5 separate regions of the Sus scrofa genome follow, and regions 2, 3, 4 and 5 are each linked to region 1. Evidence: chromatin contacts called from public Hi-C, HiChIP or PLAC-seq and promoter capture Hi-C data. All regions are on one chromosome and are shown on one strand. The core of a region is the stretch at or near the end of the contact, and the rest is flanking DNA. Distances in the headings are between cores, read along the strand shown. Region 1 holds the start of CSNK1G2 (casein kinase I). Region 2 holds the start of TCF3 (transcription factor E2-alpha). Region 3 holds the start of PLEKHJ1 (pleckstrin homology domain-containing family J member 1). Region 4 holds the start of JSRP1 (junctional sarcoplasmic reticulum protein 1). Region 5 holds the start of MOB3A (MOB kinase activator 3A).

Evidence for each region. Promoter capture Hi-C pulls out the DNA fragments that hold promoters and counts their contacts. A called contact is a pair of places that touch in the nucleus more often than the background predicts. HiChIP or PLAC-seq counts read pairs in DNA pulled down with a chosen protein or histone mark.
Region 2: a contact with region 1 is called in a promoter capture Hi-C map of fetal skeletal muscle, with 3 times the contacts expected there. The contact joins the promoter of TCF3 here to the promoter of CSNK1G2 in region 1. A contact is called at or near these places in 3 of 5 promoter capture datasets (fetal liver, fetal skeletal muscle and liver), 1 of 47 Hi-C or Micro-C datasets (embryonic fibroblasts) and 1 of 2 datasets of contacts at active chromatin or transcription factors (alveolar macrophages).
Region 3: an H3K27ac HiChIP or PLAC-seq map of alveolar macrophages shows a contact between it and region 1. The contact joins the promoter of PLEKHJ1 here to the promoter of CSNK1G2 in region 1. A contact is called at or near these places in 1 of 5 promoter capture datasets (fetal liver) and 1 of 2 datasets of contacts at active chromatin or transcription factors (alveolar macrophages).
Region 4: an H3K27ac HiChIP or PLAC-seq map of alveolar macrophages shows a contact between it and region 1. The contact joins the promoter of JSRP1 here to the promoter of CSNK1G2 in region 1. A contact is called at or near these places in 1 of 47 Hi-C or Micro-C datasets (liver) and 1 of 2 datasets of contacts at active chromatin or transcription factors (alveolar macrophages).
Region 5: a contact with region 1 is called in a Hi-C map of subcutaneous adipose tissue, with 3 times the contacts expected there. The contact joins the promoter of MOB3A here to the promoter of CSNK1G2 in region 1. A contact is called at or near these places in 1 of 5 promoter capture datasets (fetal liver), 5 of 47 Hi-C or Micro-C datasets (blood, embryonic fibroblasts, psoas muscle and 2 more) and 2 of 2 datasets of contacts at active chromatin or transcription factors (alveolar macrophages and skeletal muscle).

What each region holds. Positions count from the first base shown.
Region 1 is chr2:76,608,233-76,611,039 of Sscrofa11.1, reverse strand. It overlaps CSNK1G2 (casein kinase I), which reads left to right and starts at 1,409. Exons shown (of 12, transcript XM_021084209.1): 1 at 1,409-1,699.
Region 2 is chr2:76,857,751-76,860,557 of Sscrofa11.1, reverse strand. TCF3 (transcription factor E2-alpha) reads right to left here and starts at 1,479. Exons shown (of 21, transcript XM_021084225.1): 1 at 1,188-1,479.
Region 3 is chr2:76,403,794-76,406,600 of Sscrofa11.1, reverse strand. It overlaps PLEKHJ1 (pleckstrin homology domain-containing family J member 1), which reads left to right and starts at 1,431. Exons shown (of 6, transcript XM_003123020.6): 1 at 1,431-1,987; 2 at 2,071-2,138; 3 at 2,298-2,364. The coding sequence starts at 1,894. It overlaps SF3A2 (splicing factor 3A subunit 2), which reads right to left and starts at 1,719. Exons shown (of 9, transcript XM_021084193.1): 1 at 1,233-1,719.
Region 4 is chr2:76,420,997-76,423,803 of Sscrofa11.1, reverse strand. JSRP1 (junctional sarcoplasmic reticulum protein 1) reads left to right here and starts at 1,399. Exons shown (of 8, transcript XM_021084195.1): 1 at 1,399-1,601; 2 at 1,917-1,963; 3 at 2,598-2,750. The coding sequence starts at 1,414.
Region 5 is chr2:76,473,952-76,476,758 of Sscrofa11.1, reverse strand. MOB3A (MOB kinase activator 3A) reads right to left here and starts at 1,362. Exons shown (of 5, transcript XM_021084201.1): 1 at 986-1,362. It overlaps IZUMO4 (izumo sperm-egg fusion protein 4), which reads left to right and starts at 1,532. Exons shown (of 10, transcript XM_003123021.2): 1 at 1,532-1,803; 2 at 1,891-1,971; 3 at 2,087-2,158. The coding sequence starts at 1,590.

The sequences.
Region 1 (2,807 bases), core at 160-2,659:
GGGAGGATTGTGGAGTTGTTTCATTCATTTATTCACCACACACCGTGACCACACAGACTGAGTGCCTGCTGTGTGTGCCTACAGACCCAGCAATGAGCAAAACAGATGTGGTCTCTGGTTTGGTATGGCTGGTGGAGGAGGGTGACTTGAAACAAACACACTCCTTTATGTTAAGGCTCAGGTTGGAAGGGGTCAGCTTGTACCGAGAAAGGACAATGGGGGAAGAAGCTTGGGCTTCCTGGAGGTAGTGACATTGCAAGTGGAGCTGAAAGAGGAGAACTGGGTCAGAAGAAGCCCTAAACTGTTGCCATTCTGCCATCTCCTTCTACTTTAATTCTCCTTCCCCAAATTTGTCTGCTGGACAGCAGGACAAAAATCAGAGACCATGCAATCTTCCATCTGCCAAATCTAGCTTTTAGCCTTTAGGGTCTGGCCCTTGGTCACTCTGCTCCAAGCAAGCTTATAACACCATCTGAAACGGTCATGTCCATTTATTCACTGTCCTGTCCATCCCCTCGCTCAGGACTGAGAACTCGCTGGGAAACCGTGCCAAGAGTTTAGCTCACCATTCTATTTTCAGAACAGCTGGCAGGCATTTAATAAAGACGTGAATGGATGAGTTTCCCTCAACACTAAAAATGCCCCGCAGGAGGCACGCGGGCCACGCGGGTAGGCCCTGTCCTGGGTGATGCTGGGCCTCACTGCGGGGTTCTTGCCAAGCTCCCCCTACCCAAGCTTTTTCTAGGTCCAGGATGGACTGACAGTATATGAGCAAGTACTCTACACTGCACTTGTTGAGCGTCAGCTGCTTGCTAGGGCCTGTGCTCAGGCGGCAGGCCCAGGCGGAAGGTCCAGTTGGACCAGTGCCTTGAGTGACACCCTCCTTGGCTCCTCGATTATGTCACAGCTCCTTCTGGCTCGGAGAAGCACCGCCCCGTCGCTAGCCTATCACTCTACACAGCTCTCCCCACCCCAACCAGCAAGTCTGCCGCAGGACTCCCCGGAAGTTGGCTTATCCACGCGCTGACCACGCCCGCGGCACCGCCCGACCGTGACGTCAAGTGGCGAGACCTTGACGCCACAGAAGCGCGGTGGGGCGGTGTCTCAGTGACCAGCCACGCGTCTCCATGGCAACGGCGGGGGCGGGCCAAGACCGCGGGCCAGAGCCCCGCCCCCCAGAAGGGTTGACTGGGGACCGCTCCTTCCCCGTCCGTGCGCGCCCTCCCAGCCGCGCACCTCCGGCGGTCCCCCCGGCTGCGGCCCAGCCACCCTGGAGCAGCCGCAAAGCGTGGCGGCCGTCGCGCAGTGTCGCCCGCTGCCGCAAAGCGGCGGGCGCGCCGCCGGGTCCCGCCTCGCGCTGTGACGTCACGCGCGCGCCCTACGGCCTCCGGCGGCTGCGCAGTGGGCGCCAGGCCCTCCCCCGCGACGCTGGCGGCGTAAGCGCGGGCCGCGGGCGACGCTGTGAGACCGGGGCGAGCCGGGCGCCCGCGCGGCGGGGACGGCCCGCGCCCAACATGCGGAGGCCGGCGCCGACGGCGCGGGAGCGGGGGCCCAAGCGGGCGCCAGAGCCGGAGCGCGAACAAGGTCCGGAGCGGGGGCCCGCGCCGCGCTGCTGAGGGAGCCCGGGCCGCCCAGCCCGGCCGCCCGGCCGCGGGGCCACGGCCACAGCCACAGCCACAGCCACGGCGGAGGCCGTCAGGTAACGACGCGCGCGCCCTCGCCGGCGGTGCGGCCACGCGCCCCGGTCCTGCGGCCCCACCCCCACGGATCCTTGGATCCCGCCGCCCGTACACCCCGCGCTTCGGACCCCCGCATCCCGCAGACCCCCGGTCCCCCGGCATTCCCGCACCCCAGGGGCCCCCAGAATCCTAACTCTGCTCTTGTGGAACTGTGCATTCCCGACTTTGCTCTCCCACTGACCCCTAAACTGCGACCCCACTGCCCCTATGGCCCACTAGCCCCCACACTCTGGACTCCAACCCTTCTCCCCTGTACTCCAGACCTTGCCAGTGACCCCCAAAATCAGGCCCTGCAACCTCTCGTTCCCACTCATCCGCACACTACAGACCTCACAGCTCCTTACTGATTCTTCATTCCAGACCTCAGTATTCTTCATTCCAGACCTCAGTATTCCAGACCTCACTGTTCCCTCGCTCCAGACTTTGTTGTCCTCCACTCTCCCTCAGTCCCACCCCTCCTCCCTTCTTCACTGCTCCCTAGTGCTCAAGCACACTGTCCACTTCCCATGTCCTTCTATTCCTCCAGCTCTCTCTCCTGGGCCCATGGCTGCTGCCTACGCTGCCGCACACTTGCCCCTTTGTGGCTCTGCAGGATTTGGGGGTGAGCCGGGGGCTGGGGGCAGAGGGGAGGAGCAGCAAGAGGGGTCTGGTCTGGAGGATCTGTTTTGGGCTGCTCAGGAACTCCTGGCTCTCGCCTGGCTGCGCCTCCCCCTTCCGCCCTCGCCACCGGCTTTGTTTTCCGGAAACACTTCAGATGGGGGGGGGGTGTAGCGTCTGTGCCCTGCCAGGGACAGCACTTCCCCTGTCTTCTCTGCCCCAGTTTTCTCAGGGGACACTTTCACGTTCAGGGCTGGGGGCCTTAGAGAAAGCCCTGCTGTGACGTCTGGGGCATCATCCTGGGTAGGCTTTGGGCAGCTGGGTTATTCCCTTGGCCTCCGGATGGCATTGTTTGCAGGAAACAGCCTGGAGGGTTCTGTGCACGTAGGTGGAGTCCAGTATGTTCTCCCCTGCCCCCTCCACCGGGAGACCTAAGCTTGGTCAGTGTCTGGGACTCTGAGGTGTCCACAT
Region 2 (2,807 bases), core at 230-2,729, 250 kb before region 1:
AAAACATTCCTTGCCTCCCGGCCCTGGAAGGGGGGGGGGGAGTTGTCCTAATACCAGGGTTTCCCCAACAGGGTCCCCAGGGCTCCTTTCTAGAACGGGGTGGGGGATCCACCTGCCAAGCCCCGTCCCACACCCCGATGAGGGTCTCCGTCCCACAGTCAGACAGCGAAGTCCCTCCAGCTTCTCTCCCCGGGGACCCAGAAGGGGGCGGGAGCGGCAAGCAGAAACCGAGGGGTTAGAGGGGGTTCCGAGGTTGAGGAAGACCCGACATCAGAAAAGGAGAAACCCCCGCTTTGTTTGCCAACTGGAGACGGGTGTGAAACGGATGCCCCAGAGCACCCCCTCCTCCGCGAAGCTTTTTCTTCTTTGGAGGGCGTGTGAAACTGACTTTTTTGAGGAGTACGAAACCGCACTTTTTTGTGGGGTAGCTGAAACCGATTTTAAGGCAGACCTGGGGTGGGGGAGACTGAAACAGGCTTTTCAAGGAGATCCGAGACACTTCTGGGGTATCACAAGGACTTTTGGAGACTCGAAGCGAACTCAAAAGATGTACGAAACCACTTTGGGAGAAAGAGGGGCAAGGAACTTCTCGCTCTGGGGGGAGGGGTGGGAGGAGGCCCGGGAAACCAACCCCCACCCTACCCCCCCCCAGCAGCCGGTGCGGGCGGCGCGGCCCGGGAGCCCTTTGAAGCTCGCGGCGCTGCCGCCGCCACTGCGCTGCTCGCCCCGAAGCAGCCGCCGCCCGTGCCCGCGTACCGCGGAGCAGATGCGGCCCCCGGCCAGGATTTCGGCCCCCGCCTGCAGTGGCGCGGCGCACCTTCCCCGCAGACAAAAGGACGCTCCTTCTCCCTCTCTCGCTCCCCTCCAAACTCCGGCGCCGGCCGGGCCCCCGGGGGAGGGGGCGCCCGCGGGCCCCGCGCCGCTACCCCGCCGCGAAGTTGGGCAGCCCAGCGGCGCCCCCCGCGCCCCCGCCCGGCTCCGCAAACTTTCCTCAAGTGCCGACTGGCGGGGGCGCGCGGGCCCGAGCGCGCCCTCCACGTCGCCTGCCCCCTCCGGCGCGCAAAGTTGGAGAACAATGACTTCGGCCGCGCCGCCCCCCGCCCGGCCAGCCACTGCTCGGAGTCTCCGCACCCCAGAGCGGCCCAGCCCGCCAGGCACCGAGCGGCGGAGGGTCCCGGCGCGCTCACCTGCTCGGCGCGGCCCGGCCCGCAGCGCGCGGGGGGCGGCGACATGAACGGCCCCCCCGGACAAAGGGGCGTCGCGGCCCCGAGGGGCGCGCGTGGGCGGTGGCGCGTAGCCCGGCTCCCCGCGTATCCGCTCGGCGGACCGTCCGCGGTCCGGGCACTGGCGGAGGCGACGCGAACGGAGGCCGCGGTGCCCGCCGGCCGTGTCGCTGGGCTCGGTCCGGCCCGCTACGCCCGCGGCCGCCGCCGCTGCCTCATCTTCCTGCGGCGGGAGACATGTTCCGCCCCCAACCCGCGCCCCGCCCCCTACAGGCCCCGCCCCTCATCAGCTCCGCCCCGCGTCCGCCCGCGGATCCCTCCGCCGCGGTTTGCACGCCGCCCACTGCCACACGTCCGCCCCACGCTCCCGCCGAACGCGGCAGCGGGCCCGCGGAGCCCAGCGCCTGGAGCGGGCGATCCGAAGAATCGTGGGCCAACGGCATGAGGTGGGGGCAGGGACTATCTTCCAGAGCGGAGGCGCACGTGGATTGGCCGCATAGCCGTGACGCAAGCGGGAAGGACCGAGCGATGGAAAGAGAAGGCCGAGCGGACGAGGCCAATTGGAAGGTGCGAAAGCCTGATTGGCGGGGATGCCGGCCGTTCGCAACCAGGCTCCGCCCCGCCCCGCCCTCCCCTCTGCGCGTCCGGGTAAAGAAGGAGGCGGGACTCTCCGAGCGAGAGGCCGCGAGAAGCGATGGGGGAGGTGGGGCTTGGAGTTTTATTCTCAGGTGTGCATGGCCGGCCGCACGGCCTTTTGGGCTTGGTCGTGTCTGAGTTCCTAGGTCTGGCCCCTGCTGCTGGGTCTTGCGAGCGGGCATTCCAGACTTGGAAGGAATAAATCAGACCTATTTTCCCGTGGGGTCACTGATGCAGCTCTGTTTCAGGGTCAGAAATTCCCCCCGTGGAACCCACTCTGTGCCTCTGACTTGCTGGTTGCCTTTGTCTGCCTGAGACTCAGTTTATTCGTCGATAAAATGGGATCTTGGCCTGAGTTTGGACAAGGACTTAAGACCTTCTGACTCTCACTGGTCTGTGAGAGTCACTTAGATCCCCAGTTCCCTCCCACGTCCAGAGGCTCTTCAGCTTTTGAAAACCACAGACCCTACAGGATGGAAATAATTTTTTTTTCTTTTTGCCTTTTCTAGGGCCGCTCCCATGGCATATGGAGGTTCCCAGGCTAGGGGTCTAATCAGAGCTGTAGCCGCTAGCCTGCGCCACAGCCACAGTAATGCAGGATCCAAGCTGAGTCTGTGACCTACACCACAGCTCACCGCAACGCCGGATCCTTAACCCACTGAGCAAGGCCAGGGATCGAACCCGCAACCTCGGATTTGTTTCCGCTGCACCACAACGGGAACTCCTGGAAATAATTATTATAAATGAAAATAACACACTCTGTCATGGCCCCCTGTGTCCGCAGAGAGAAAGCTACACTCCCCTCCAGGCCAGGGATGGGCTCTTGACACAGCAGCCTCCTCCTTGCTCTTCTAGAATCTGCCTGGCTCATTCCTACCTGGGAGCAAAGGCTCTTCCATCCCTTCTGGAGCCTTGAGCCAGTTCAGTTCAGTGCTGCCCTCAATCCAG
Region 3 (2,807 bases), core at 182-2,681, 200 kb after region 1:
GAACTCACAATAAATAAATGAGCTGACCTCTTCAAAAACTACTCCTTATGCTCTGATAAAAGGAACGAAAAAGATGGTCAGACTGAAAACTAAAGCCAGACCAGGGTAACCTGGACAGAAGGTTCTAGGACAACCACTCAGAAGCAAAGTGGGGGCTCCAGTCCCAAAAGCAGGATTAGGCCAGCTTTAAGAGGGAAATTTCCATGGGAGAAAGGAAAAAAGAAATCCATCTGTGGGAGTTCCCATTGTGTTAAGGACCAACATTGTCTCTGTGAAGATGGTTGTGTTCACTCCCTGGCCTCAATCAATGGGTTAAGGATCCGGCATTGCATCAAGCTGCCATACAGGCTGCAGCTGCAGCTGCCACTCGACCCCGGCCCAGGAATTTCCACGTGCTGCAGGTGCGGCCATAAAAAAAAAGAAAAAAAGAAAGAAAAAGCCATCCATTTGTTTAAATCTGTGGGAAAACACAACTAATCAGTGTGTGAAGTAATGACACGTTGAGAAAGAAACAAGCAAAACAAAACAAACAAACAAAAAAAACAGGCAAAGAAAATCAGGCTAACAGGAAAAGAAGAAATTAATTAGCTTTGGAGGACGATAGGAAAAACAGCGTAAGAAAAACAATACAGCTGAATACATTGCTTGCCTGAACAGCGAATACTATTTTCAGCCCTAAAAAATAAAACACGATCTGACAAAACTCACGATATCCACATTCAGAATATGGAGGGCGAGGTTGGAGAGGGTGGGTGGCAGATAGAAATGAAACCTCAAACCCGGCGCAGCCAAAAAGAATAACGTTATTTACAAAGCTGCTCTTGGTAGTTCTGAGCTGACAAAAGAACAGAAAAAAGAAGCGATCGGGCACCTAGTGTGACAGGTGGGGAAATCATTTAACTTTGTGGCACCGCTTGCCAAACGGGCCTGGCTAACGGGCCCTGGTGGCCTCGGGTGCGGTGCCAGGAGTTTCGCCGTCACCCCCACCCGTTACAGAAACCAGGTGACTCCCAGACCACATGGCCAGCATACCAACGGGCGACTGCCGGGGCACACGGAAAGCGCCTCGGGAGCTGCCGCCCTACCGGACCGGCATTTATGGCCCGAGCTCCGAGAGGGCGGGGAGCGGGCACCCACTCTCAGCCTGCGCCCCCGCCGACCGCCCCTCGCCCTCTCCCCTCCAGGGAACTCCCGGGGGTCTCCGCCCTAGCCCCTCGCCGCTCCTGACTCGCCTGCGCGGCCTCACTGCCGTAGTCTATTCAGACTCCACCGTAACCGCCTATTCTGCCGCCACAGCCGCCGCGACAATTTCGACAGGCGCACGCGCGCCAAGGGCTAAGGAAGCACTTCCGAGGGCAGGCGAGGCGGGGCCTTCCGTGTGCGCATGCCCAGCCCGCCTAGCGGCGCGGGGCAGACGTTCCGGATGCTGGAGGTGAGTGGCGAGCCGGGAGTGTGGGCCGGAAGCCGAAGTGCGCGTGCGCGTCGGCCCCCACCCTCTCTCGGTGGGCCTAATTCGCGGGGCCACCTCTCGCGGGATAGCGAGTTGCGTCTCGCCCCACCTCCACTTCGCATGCTCCAGGTCGCTTCAGTTAAGGGCGCCATGGGTCGTGGCGGGCCACCTTATTGCATGGTTGTATATGGCAACCGTCCACCTTGCTCACTATCCCGTGCGCCCCGTGAGGGTTCACGTTCTATCCAGGCGGCTCCCAGCACTGTACTGACACGCACCAGTGATTGACAGGCTGAGCGGCCGCAGAACGCGCAGGCGTAGTTGCCCGGGCTGCGCTTCCGGAACGGTGCGGTGGGACTCTTTTGGCGCCGGCAACGGCGCGAGTGGGGACGGCGGCCGGTAAGGCGCGGTTTTCGTTCCGCGTTCCGGGTCCCGGCGGCGCCATGCGCTTTAACGAGAAGGAGCTGCAGGCGCTCTCCCGGCAGCCGGCCGAGATGGCGGCTGAGCTGGGCATGAGGGGCCCGAAAAAAGGAAGCGGTGAGCGGCCCGGGGCGCCCAAGCGGGCGGCAGGCGGGGCTGGGCAGCCACCGAACTCGCGCGAGCCTTCCTTGTTCCCGTAGTGGTGAAGCGGAGACTGGTGAAGCTGGTGGTCAACTTCCTCTTCTACTTCCGGACGGACGAGGCAGAGGTTAGGCGCTGGGGAGGGCGGGGTTGGGGGTAGGGGGTCGGGGCGAGGGCGTGGGGGGGGACCGGAGCCAGGGGGCGGGGCCGGGGTCTGAGGCGTGGGACGGGCTTGGGTGGCTGGAGGGTTCCCCGCACCGCCCCTTACGCGTCCATCTGCCCTCAGCCCGTCGGAGCCCTGCTGCTGGAACACTGCAGAGTCACCCAGGAAGAGCCCAGCGGCTTCTCCATCAGTGAGTGCGAACTGCGGCCAAGCTGCCCGGCCCCGCCCCGGCCCCTCTTGCATCTCTACCGACAAAGTCCATTGTCCCGAGCAGCCCCACTCGCCCTGGCTCCTCCCCGTGGGGCCCAGGCAGAGCTTGCAGCGAGGAGGGCGGGAGGCAAGAAGTCTGACATCAGAGTGGGCGCAGAGTTGTGTATTTCTGAAGAATCATCTCTGTCTCACGCCTCTTCTCTCAGCTTCTGGGGCGTCTTTGGCTTTGGTTTTTTTTTTTTTTTTTTTTTTTTTGTCTTTTTAGGGCCGCACCTCAGGTATGTGGAGGTTCCCAGGCTAGGGATCGAATGGGAGCTACAGCTGCTGGGTTACGCCACAGATCTGAGAAGCCTCTGTGACCTACACCACAATTCACCGCAATGCCGGGTCCTTAACCTGCTGAGCGAGGCCAGGAATTGAACC
Region 4 (2,807 bases), core at 150-2,649, 190 kb after region 1:
GAAGAGAGGATCTGATCCTGCACTTGACCAAATCACCTACCTCCTCCCCCAATCTCAACCCTGTCAGATCCTGGTGAAAGGACACATACCATGTGCCCTCCACACGTGGGAGCATCACTCATCCTGAAAAGGAGAGAAGCCCTGACACTCACTGCCTACCACGTGGATGGACCTGGAGATCAGGATGCTCAGTGAGAGAAGCAGATACAGAAGGACGCAGTGTGTGATTCCATGGATGGGAAATGTCCAGAACAGGCACATCCACAGACACAGAGAGTGGGTTAGTGCTGTCAAGGGCTGGGATGTGGATGAAGGTGACTGCTGATGGGGATGGGGCTTCTTTTTGGGGTGATGGAATGTTATGGAATTGGATAGAGATGATAATGGTACAACCGTGGGAAGGTACTAAATACCACTGAATTGTATACTTTACAGAGTGAACTGTATGGTAATGAACTGTGTTCCGATAAGACTGCTATTGTAGGGAGTTCCCGTTGTGGCTCAGTGGTTAACAATCTGATTAGGACCCATGAGGTTGTGGGTTTGATCCCTGGCCTTGCTGAGTGGGTTAAGAATCTGGCATTGCCGTGAGCTGTGGTGTAGGTCGCAGATGCGGTTCGGATCCCGCGTTGCTGTGGTGTAGGCCGGCGGCTACAGCTCCGATTAGACCCCTAGCCTGGGAACCTCCATGTGCTGTAGGATCGGCCCTAGAAAAGGCAAAAAGACAAAAAAAAGAAAAAAAAAAAAAAAAGACTGTTATTTTAAGAAAATGACAAAGTGGTGGGCAAGAGAGAGTGTTTAATAAAAAAGAAAAATGGGGAGTTCCTTGTTGGCCTACTAGGTTAGGGACATGGCATTGTCACTGCTGTGGCTCTGGTCACTGCTGTGGCATGAGTTTGAACCCTGGGTGGAAACCTTTGCATGCCCAGTACATGGCCAAACCAAACCAAACAGAACAAAAGCGCTGAGTGCTGTGTGTTTGATGATTGACTGAACCAAGGTGTGGATGTGTGTATGACTTGGTGGGATGATACAAAAACAGCCCAGAGTCATCCAGTGGTTGTTTAACCCAAATTAACTCATTTTGGCCTCACTGTCCCCTGGGAGGAAGTGACTCCACTTTCCAGATGAGGAAACCAAGGCCTCTGAGCTGTGCCTAGCCAAGTTCAGCCAGCAGAGCCCAGATTCCCCTCAGTGGTGTTGTCCTCCTCCAGGAAGCCCTCCCCTGATGGCCCTTGGGCTCCTGAGACACAGTCGGTGATCATAAAAGCAAGATGACCACACTTTGTGGGTGGTCTTACCTTTGGGACCCTCTTTTCTGAGGCTGCTAGACAGGAAGCAGTGCTCCCAGGGTCACTGGGGCCAGCCTGGCTGTGGCTCTGTGCCAGTGGGGGCGGGGCCACCCCTTGGCAAATGCCTGGTCCTGCTCCAAGGAGGGGGTGCACCCCAGCAGGGACCTCAAGCCAGACTTCCTCCCCCTCCCACTGTGGCCGAGAGCTGATTGGCCCACCCCATGGCCTCCAACCACCTGTTACTGCCTGTCTCCGGCCACCCTGCCTGTGTTCCATCCTGACCACCAGGCCCAGCGTGGCGGCTGTGGGGTAAGAGGGGCAGAGGGAGGCCTGGGCAGAGGTGGGCCCTCCACCCCAGGATCTAGGAAGGCATCCAAGGTCCATAGGGGTCCCCAAATCCTGTGGCTGCCCTCATACCGCGTAGGGGCACACTCCCCTCCCCCATCAGGCCCCTCCCCCACCATCTGCTCTTGCCCCAGGGAGGGGTTCCCTCTCAGTCCAGATATGAGTCACATTAATGCTTAAGCCAGAGGCACTGGGAACCCCAAAAAGCAGGGATGGGAGGCCAACAGGCAAGTTTGACTCCAGCTCTGCACAACCTCAGGCCCATGCCTCTGTCTCCAGCCTCAGTTTCTTCACCTGCCCTACGGGAGCAAAGGCAGCCAGAGGAGGTGGGACCCCCAGCGTTGAGGTCAGGAGCCCTGGGACCCCCCGCCCCTGGCCTTCCTGTCATGGCCAGAGCAAGGCTAGTCCTTGCTGCTGGGCCTTCAGCTCCCAGACTTAGAGGGTCCAGGGGAGGCTGGGTGCCAGGAATTGTGGGTGAGGATGGTCCAAAGGAAGACCCCAGGGGGGCAAAGGCCTGGGAGGGGATGGGCCGCATGTTGACTGGTCCCACTGGCCTTGGCCACCGGATAAAAATAGTCCCTGGTCTCAGAGAACATGAGCCGACCCTGGGGCCAAGGGTTCCGGTTTGGGCTCCTTGCTCACCTCTGTGTGACCAAGGGCAGGACTCAGCCCACTCTGGGGGCCCAGGAGCCCCTGTACTCAGCAATGCTGGGGCCTCAGAGATGCTGGCCTATCGGGAGGGGTCCCAATGCCGGCCTAAGGGGTCAGGAAGAGTTCCTGGCTGCTGGGCCATATCCTGCTGAGTGTGAATTTACCAAGTGAAGAGGGCTCCAGGCAGAGAGAAAAGCCAGGGCTTGTTGTGGGGATGGGAGAGGAGGGACCCCTTTTCTCTTCAGGTCAGGCCCAGACCCCTAGCAGGGGCTCAGCAAGTGTAGGCTGCTTCTTCCCCACTCTCCCCAGCCCTACCCTGGACCTGCTGCTTCTCAGACATCTCCATGACAACCAGGGCCTTGGAAGAGCTGGATGGAGGCCTGGGCAGCTGCCCAGTGGATGAGGACCTCTCTGCACTGGCTGACCCCTGCCCAGGCCAGCCCCGGGAGGACAGGGCCCGAGGTAGAGGGCCCCCCCAATGAAGCCCATGCCCCACCCTCCTGCTGAGCTGGATGGCTC
Region 5 (2,807 bases), core at 113-2,612, 130 kb after region 1:
CAGTGCTCTGTTCTGACATTGTCCATCCATGGCATCAGTCAGTGCTGAGTCCGTGAAATGGGCTAAAAAGAGCCCCTGAACTTTTATGCTGGGTGGAGAGTGGGATGAAGAAGCGGCTGACAGAGGCCAAGTGTAACAGAAGCAAATCCAAAATCACAAAGTGCAGGCAGGCAGTGGGGTATGAGATACAAATCCCATGCCACAATTTATCCAACTGTATGCTTTGAATGTGTGCAGTTCACTGCAAGTCTACTGAGCCTCTATAAAAAGGTTTAAAAAAAAAAAAAGAAAGAAATCCAAGGGGCAGAAAGCTCCTGTGAATAAATTCTGGGAGACTCTTACCCCCAAATGAGCAGTGGCTCTCTCAGTGGGAGAATCACTGGTCATTTATTTACAAAGAGCCTGTGACTCTGCGTATCTTTCAATCACCTCTCCTTCCCTTTTCAGCGACGTTTTGTAAAATACTCGGCCATTGAAAGCAAATACAAGCCCTATAGCCAGTTCAGAGACAGAGCTGTGGAGTCACCAGGTAGTCAGTGCCGACACCTGCCGCCCAGCCCTTGCCCGCTGCTCAGGGACTCTTGGGACAAGGAAGCCTGCTTGCAGAGGGCAGGTGTCCCAGTGGGCTGGGGGCCCTAAAATTCTGTGGGCTTTCCATCCATCAGGAGGTGGGGTCCTGATCAGCGATACAACCAGGGGTGACCTAAAGTAACATTTGTAACCGCTAATTGGACCAAGGGCCGCCACGGCTCCTGCCCCTCCACCACTGTTCACCCCCCTGAGGGGCCCGGTTGTCTGGTCCTCCGCGGTTGTCCCCCGCCCCTAAGGGCCCGGCCTCCCCGCCGCCCGCGGTCGTACCTCCTGAGGTCGCCCTGCCCGCGGTCGCCCTCTCTGAAGGACCCGGCCTCCCTCGCCTCTACCACCGTTCACCCCTCTGAGGGACCCAGCCTTCACACCGCCCGCGGTCATACCTCCGAGGACCCACCTGCCGCCTGCTGTCCGAAGGATCTGGCCACTCTCGTCGCCAGACTCCGCCCCCGGGGCTCCAATCAGCCTTGCCTCGCCGTCCGCCGCGGAAAAACTCCGCGCACCACTGCCCCGCCCCGGATATACTTCCGCTCCTGTCCAAGGCCTTCCCGGAAGTGGAGCGGAGACTGCCCGCGGGCGGAGCAGCTGAGTGCCCGGAGCGCTGGACCGGGCCTCGAGGTGGGGCCGCCGTGGAAGGAGGAGCTTGAGCGGGCCGAGAACGCCTGCGTGGAGCGCGGTCAGGGGCGGGGCCAATAGAGGGGTGGAGCCCTCTTTGGGAGCTGAGGTTGGTGGGCGTGGCTTGAAAGAGGAGTAGGCGGTGGGAAGTCGCTAGTCAGTTGCGAGGGCGGGCCTACGCCGAGGGGGCGGGAGAGGGCGAGGCTATGTCACAAGAGAGCGGTTGGTTGGTGAGCGATGGGGGCGGGGCACGAGGGCGCCGTTTGTTGGTGCGCGGCAGAGGGGCGTGGCTCGAGGGGCGCCGTCGGTTGGCCGGCGGCGGGCGGCGGGTGGTGGGCGGTGGGCGGTGGGCGCGGGCGGCGGGCGGCGGGCGGTGGGGGCGGGCCATGGCCCTGCTGCTGTGCCTGGGCCTGACAGCTGCGCTGGCCCGAGGCTGCTTGCACTGCCACGGCAACTTCTCAGAGAAGTTCTCCTTCTACCGCCATCACGTGAACCTCAAGTCCTGGTGGGTGGGCGACATCCCTGTGTCGGGTTCGCTGCTCACCGACTGGAGCCAGGACACGATGAAGGAGCTGCATCTGGCCATCCCCGCGGAAATCAGTGAGTACCCCGGCCCTGCCTGCACGCGCTCCACGCCCAACCAGACCCTGGGCCAGGCCTCTCTCACAACTCTCCTCTCACCCCCAGCCCGGGAGAAACTGAACCAAGTGGCAAACGCCGTGTACAAGAGAATGGATCAACTGTACCAGGGAAAGATGTATTTCCCGGGTAAGGGGGCGGCCGCCACAGTGGGAAACCGAGGAACAACCCCGCGGCCCCAGGGCATCTCACGCTGACCCATCCACCTGCCCCTGACCTTCTCCCTCCTGCCTCCCCCCATTAGGGTATTTCCCCAACGAGCTGCGAGCTATCTTCCGGGAGCAGGTGCACCTCATCCAGAATGCCATCATCGAAAGTGAGCAAATAAGGGCTTCGGGGATGGAGGATGCTGCCCAGAGCCTGAGGACCCAGGACCACAGGAGTGTTTGCCTCTTTCTAGGCCTAGGCCCAGGTTCCAGCCAGGGCCTGGCTGAGACTAGAGCCATGTGAATAGGGATCTGGCATGATGCAGCTGGGTGTTGGAACTCAGAAAGGACAGAAAGTGGGGAGAAAGTCTGCTCCCTGGGAGTTCCCGTCGTGGTGCAGCGGAAAGGAACCCGACTAGGAACCATGAGGTTGCGGGTTTGATCCCTGGCCTCGCTCAGTGGGTTAAGGATCCGGCGTTGCTGTGAGCTGTGACGTAGGTTGCAGACTCGGCTAGGATCCTGCATTGCTGTGGCTTAGGCCAGTGGCTACAGCTCCAATTCGACCCCTGGCCTGGGAACCTCCATATGCTGCCCTAAAAAAACCCCCCAAAAACACAAAAACCAAAAACCAAAAAAGTTTCCTCTCTGAGGGGGGACACTCTCATCTAGTGGACACCAATAGGACACCTGGAAGGATAAATTTTGACCTGTCCCTATCATCTCCCCTAGCCAGTCCCTGGAGGCCTGAGTATTGCTACTGCCCTTCCCCATGGTTTGCTTCACCCCAGGCTGGGGCCATGGACACTCCTGAGCCTTGGG